Linked DNA regions of Mus musculus: region 2 is linked to region 1. A link is a contact called in public Hi-C data. All regions are on one chromosome and are shown on one strand. Each heading gives the region's core, a stretch centred on a gene start, on an enhancer-like site or on the middle of the called end of the contact. The rest is flanking DNA. Distances are from core to core; before and after follow the strand shown.

The links. Hi-C and Micro-C count contacts between places; a contact is called where the count stands out from the background.
Region 2: a Hi-C map of bone marrow-derived macrophages shows a contact between it and region 1, with 45 read pairs. The contact joins two enhancer-like sites. A contact is called at or near these places in 1 of 15 datasets of contacts at CTCF or cohesin (CD8 T cells), 3 of 484 Hi-C or Micro-C datasets (bone marrow-derived dendritic cells, bone marrow-derived macrophages and nephron progenitors), 4 of 115 datasets of contacts at active chromatin or transcription factors (the 230-238 cell line, bone marrow-derived macrophages, embryonic stem cells and 1 more) and 4 of 9 other capture datasets (adipose tissue, embryonic stem cells, liver and 1 more).

What each region holds. Positions count from the first base shown.
Region 1 is chr2:167,317,809-167,320,624 of GRCm38.p6, reverse strand. The region is part of intron 1 of B4galt5 (UDP-Gal:betaGlcNAc beta 1,4-galactosyltransferase, polypeptide 5); the gene reads left to right. Among named protein-coding and RNA genes, the nearest start is that of B4galt5, 30 kb to the left of the region's middle. Within about 2 kb of position 1,399, at least 128 of the 459 cell types and tissues checked have an H3K27ac peak or open chromatin away from gene starts, as enhancers often do. A contact at or near this core is called in bone marrow-derived macrophages and microglia, where this site is marked.
Region 2 is chr2:167,466,052-167,468,758 of GRCm38.p6, reverse strand. It overlaps Slc9a8 (solute carrier family 9 (sodium/hydrogen exchanger), member 8), which reads right to left. Exons shown (of 17, transcript NM_148929.3): 12 at 992-1,074. Among named protein-coding and RNA genes, the nearest start is that of Spata2, 25 kb to the left of the region's middle. Within about 2 kb of position 1,353, at least 16 of the 459 cell types and tissues checked have an H3K27ac peak or open chromatin away from gene starts, as enhancers often do. A contact at or near this core is called in bone marrow-derived macrophages and microglia, where this site is marked.

The DNA of each region.
Region 1 (2,816 bases), core at 150-2,649:
CCCAGTTAGCTTGAAATGAAAGCCTGTGTTCGCCCTTTGGCCTGTGTGATTCCACTTCCAGTTTCCTTAAACACTTTCTGTTGCTCCAAAGCATTTAAAGGATGTGATAATGTGTGCGTGCAAATTCTGCAGCCAAAAGTCTCCTTGCATTTTAGAGGAAAGAGATGTAGCTTTTTATTTTTGCTTTCTAGAAATCAATCTTTTTCTTGGTTTGTTTACCTGTTTTTGATATGGGGTCTCACTATGTAACCTTAGGTGGCCTTCCTCTGCCTCCCGAGAGCTGGGATTAAAGGTATGGATTACCAGGAATGGCTTTAAAACAAACAAAAACAAAACAAACCAGGGTCCCATGTAGCCCAGGCTAGCCTCAAACACTTATAAAGATGATGACACCCTTGAATTCCCAATCCTCTTGACTCAGGTCTCTGCTGAGATTACAGCCCTGAACCACCACACTTGCTTTTTATAACTTTTTTTTTTTTTAAAGATTTATTTGTTGGGGCTGGAGGGATGGCTCAGCAGTTAAAAGCACTGACTCCTTTTTCGGAGGATCTGAGTTCAATTCCCAGCAACCACATAGTCGCTCACAACCATCTGTAATGGGATCCGATGCCCTCTTTTGGTGTGTCTGAAGACAGCTACAGTGTACTCATATACTAAAATAAGTGTCTGTGTTTGAGTGCAGGTGTGCCTGTGTGTGCTCCCCTGTGCCCGTGTGTGCCCGTGTGTGCTCCCCTGTGCCCGTGTGTGCCCGTGTGTGCCCGTGTGTGCTCCCCTGTGCCCGTGTGTGCCCGTGTGTGCTCCCCTGTGCCCATGTGTGCCCGTGTGTGCTCCCCTGTGCCTCTGAAGCAGATTCTTCTCCAGGGACCTAGAGTTTGAGTTTCCTCAGCTAGACTCAAAGCCAGCAAGCCCCAGGGATCCCCTGTCTATGCACACCTTGGAGCTGGAGTGCCAGGTTCATTGCGTGGATGCTGGGATCTGAATTCTGGTTCTTATGATTGTTCAGTGAATGCTAACTCCTGAGCCATCTTTCTCTAGCTTTATAGCTTCTGTTTAAAAAGAAACTCATGTTTGTCATAACCTGTCGCTATGCTGTCTCAGTGTGTGCAGTGAGGAAATTTGAAATGTTTAAGTCGATGACTCTCATTTGAGCATCAAGTTTTTAAAACTGTAAATCTCTGAAGGTGCTCGGAATGGCTCCTGGCATATTGTGTTGGTGCCTGGCACTGAAGAATACTGGGAATCAGTTGAGCATGTGACCCTGACAGTAAAAAGATCATATCAGAGAATAACACGAGGATGGTTTGGGGCACTTGGGAAACTGGACTGCAGAGACAGCCCAGCTGTGAAACCTGGCTTTGCCAGGTCAGATGACCTAGGCAGACCTCTGTTCCTGCTTCTGTGACTCAAAGGCAACAAATAGCCTGCAAGTCAGTGACCTCAGAGGTCTCACACACAGGCGTTAGGAAACTCAGCAGTGCGGCAGGAAGCAGGAAGTACACTGACCCCATAGGAAGCCAGGAGAAGCAGAATCAGTGAGTTCGTCTTCCCTGACAGCCGAGGGAGAGCTGGGACTCTGTAACCTCTGGTGCTTAGGGTGGGATTCAGTTATTCAGAAACACAGCTGATGTTAGTCATAGATGTCAGAGCACTTTGAAAGTATTCCACACACTGGTGACACATTACTGTCTTTCGACATGTGAGCCTTGGTCCTCTGTGATACCCATGTGACAGAGACATCACCCCGGGTGCCTTCCAGAGTGTAGGTCTTGAAGATCAAACAGGTTACAGATTTTTAACCCATTTACCCATCACACAGACCAAGACTGAGCCTTATTGCTGCGAGGACCAGGTTGAACTGCAGAACATTGTCTTGCTTCTGCAGGAATGGTCAGAACTCACTGTGCAGTACAGGCTCTTCCTGTCGCAGCTTTGCAGGAAGGAGCAGGTCCCAGGGTTGGCTTTGGATGGAACCTTGGTGTTTTGCAGGGTGGGGATTTATTTGTTCTGAGTATTGATTAGTTGGCCCGCTGAGGTCTAGTCCTGGACACTTCCTTCAAGGCCATGGCTTTCAGCATGGTGCTCACACCCGAGACAGCTCCCACTGTGCTGTGCCTTGCTCCCTAGGCACACTAACCAGTGCACAGGTCTACAGTAAAGACTCCTGCCTGGGTTTGCTCTTGATCTCTCTTTGCCTCTTGGCTTCATTATGTCCCGTTATTTTCTTCCCAATCTGGTAGTTTTGTTAGGGATTTTTTTTTCTGTGTGTGCAAGAGACAACTGCAGGTGGATTAGAACTCAGGAGGAAAGAGGAGACGCCAGCTCTGTGCCTGGAAATGCTCCGAGTAAGCCACAGCTTCGAGGAAGAGTTTATTTTTCTTATCTGTGTCATGGTTATAAGAGATTCCTCAGTGTAGGCATGGGGCCGGGTAATAATTAGTGTCATCCATCAGCAAGACTGATCTGTGCAAAGTGTCACTTTAGCATCCCACACTGGACAGCCTTCCTTAACTGATGCCTGCTCTGTGCTGTCTCAGCCTCCCCCAACCCCATGCTTTCTCCCGCTTCTACAAGAGAAGGCTAAAGTCTGTGGGAGGCATTTGCTGACTGGGCTGGGCACCTCACAGTTGGCTTTCAAGCTAAAATTGGCTTTTAACTGCAGTTCAACCAGCGTTGATCAGAACCACGGTGGTGGGAAGTACTGCTTGTCAGTGTAAAGTCACTCTATGTCCTGGAGCACTGGGCTTTGTAGTTCCGAGATTCTGACTTCACTAACCACATGGCTAACACTCTAAAAGTCATTTGAAACAAAACGT
Region 2 (2,707 bases), core at 104-2,603, 150 kb before region 1:
GGTGAGCACAGACTAGCTCCCAGCTGTGCCTAGAGATGAGCTAAGGGACAGCCAAGACTCCATACTGGCGAAGGCGTATGCTAATTTTTCCCCCTAGGGGCACTGTAGAGTCAGGTGAGGGCAGTCAGGCACCTCAGTCTCTGGTGTGGTCTGGCTCCTCAGAGCAAGTAGGGTGGGCTGAGTGAGCTCCGGCTGGGAGCACAAAGGTGACTCAGGTAATCAACTACGGCTCCACGTTCCACACAATTCGGGAGGGAGTGGGAGGAGCATCTGCATGTGCACAAGGCCCTGGATTGGATCCTGCAACTCAAAAACCAGTACAACTTTCTATGGAAGGCCTTTCCAAGGTGTCCCCAACCTGTGCTCATAGGACAGACTGTGACATAGGCAGGCTGCTGCTCTAAAGGAAGTCACAATGGGGATGGAGACAGGACACAAAAGGGCCCAAGAGACTTGGGATCTCTTGCAGTTGGTCACATTTCTCCTTTTTTTTTTTTTTTTTTTTTTTTGAGACATGGAGCCTAGGCTGTTGTTGAACACGACATATAGTTAAAACCTTTTACTGTCTTTGAGACAGGGTTTCACTGTGTCACCCTGGTTGGTCTGAAACTTGCACCATAGACCAGGATGGCCTTGGACTCACAGAGGCCTGCCTGCCTCTGCTTCCTGAGGGCTGGGGTTAAAGACAGGTGCCACCACCACTCAGCTATCCTTAAACTCTTTGATCCTCCTGCCTCCATCTCCCAAGTACTGGGGTTATAGGCACCACTGCCATGCCCTGCCTAAAACTACGATTTAAAGGAAACCACAGCACCCAAGGTCACTGAAACTGTAAACACTGAGATCTTATAAACACAAAAACTTTTCTATAGAAGCACATTTCTGTAGTTGTTGCCTCTGAACTGTTAACAGTTACATAAATGATTCCAAACCATGTAGTTACTATTTTAAAAATAAGCCATTCAATATGAAAAATAAGAAAAGTACTTACTATGCACCAGATGACAAAGGAAATTTCAAACTTGTGAGGGAAACTAAAAATGGAGAGGCCAAGAAATGCAAACACACACGTTTCTGAAAGAAACCAGAGAACAGGTTCCTCTTACAATTCAGTAGTAACTAAGCAAGCTTCCCTGAAACCACACCAACAGCCACACCGTGTCAGACTTTGTATGCAGTCTTTTGGGGCGAGGTGGGGAAGTGGATAGTTGAGATGGGGTCTTGCTATTTGACCAGGCAAGCCTTGAATGCAATGTGAGTGCTGAGACTGCTGGTGTGAGCCACCACAGCTGGCTTGCTTCCTTACTACCACACAGGCAATGGCCCTTGCTACTGAGAATTTCACAACGTGATGAGTTAACTGTCAGATACTGAGCAAATAACCAAGTCCCCACCACGCATTCCCTGAGCACTCATCAGTCAGGGTCAGACATTGTGAGCATGTGACTGTGGGGCCACATGACAGATGAGAAAGTGGGCACTGTAGTTAACTCCCCCCCCCCCAGTAGGTCCGAGAGGAAGCTAACTCACAGAGCTTGCAGGGAGGACCCATTTTCAGGCTTGGCTGCACTTGGTGTGCAAGCAATCACTTGTGTGTGCTGAAAACAGCACCTCCCAAGTCTAGGTTCCTGCCACGCATGGTTGGCACACGTCTTTAATCCCAAAACTTAGAAGGAAGCATCTGCATGTTTGTGAGTTCGAGGCCACCCTGGTCTATAAACCAAGTCCAGGATACCCAGGACCACACAGAGAAACCTTGTCTCAATAAATAAACAAATAAGACAAAAACAAACAAAGGAAACCAAAAAACAAAAGAAAGAAAGAAAGAAAGAAAGAAAGAAAGAAAGAAAGAAAGAAAGAAAGAAAGAAAGAAAGAAAGAAAACAACTTTCCAGGCTCCTGATTAAACTATGGGCCCCCAAAGAGCCCAAGCGCTAAGGAGATAGGGACTGCATTTTAAGATGTGCACGAGCTGGTGAGTTGTTAGCACGGCTCAGCAGGGTGGGTTCTTCAGTGGGGCCACAAGCAGCAGGTGCTTGGCCTTCCCCTCCGAGATGCCTTCTTATCTGATACTGTCTGATCCTCCAAGCCAGAGCACCTAGGCCGACTTCACCTTTCCCAGGAGCAAGAATGTGTGGTTAAGATGGGCGTGGTGGTGCACACCTTTAATCCCAGCCTTGAGAGGCAGAGGCAGGGGGATTTCTGAGTTTGAGGCCAGCCTGGTCTACAAAGTGAGTTCCAGGACAGCCAAGGCTACACAGAGAAACCCTGTCTTGAAAAAACAAAAAAAGAATGTGTGGTTAACTTAACCCAGCCTTTTAGGGTGGTCATAAAAGCTGCTTCTGGCAATGCAAGCTACATCAGAACGGCCTAGTGCACTGGCTGAACTTCTCTTGGAGGAGCTGTCAGGACAAAGCCCATGCCTGGTGAGTTTGACAGCAGGTGTGACGGAGTCTCAGGAGCTGCATGCATGTGCCCTGCATGTAAAGCTGGTCTGGGTGCAGACAGAAGCTGAGGAGTGTGCTGTTCTCTGTTGCCTGCCCTGAGGGGGTCAGGTCAGGTCAAAACCTTTAGCTGAGGCTTTCTGGTGAGAACTGTGTGGATCAAATGACTATGACACTAGAAGGCTGTCTTCTAGCTTGCTCCTTGGCAATGGGCTCCCTGGCTTCTCCTTACCCAGCCTCCCACAGCCAGCCCTGCCATCCTGG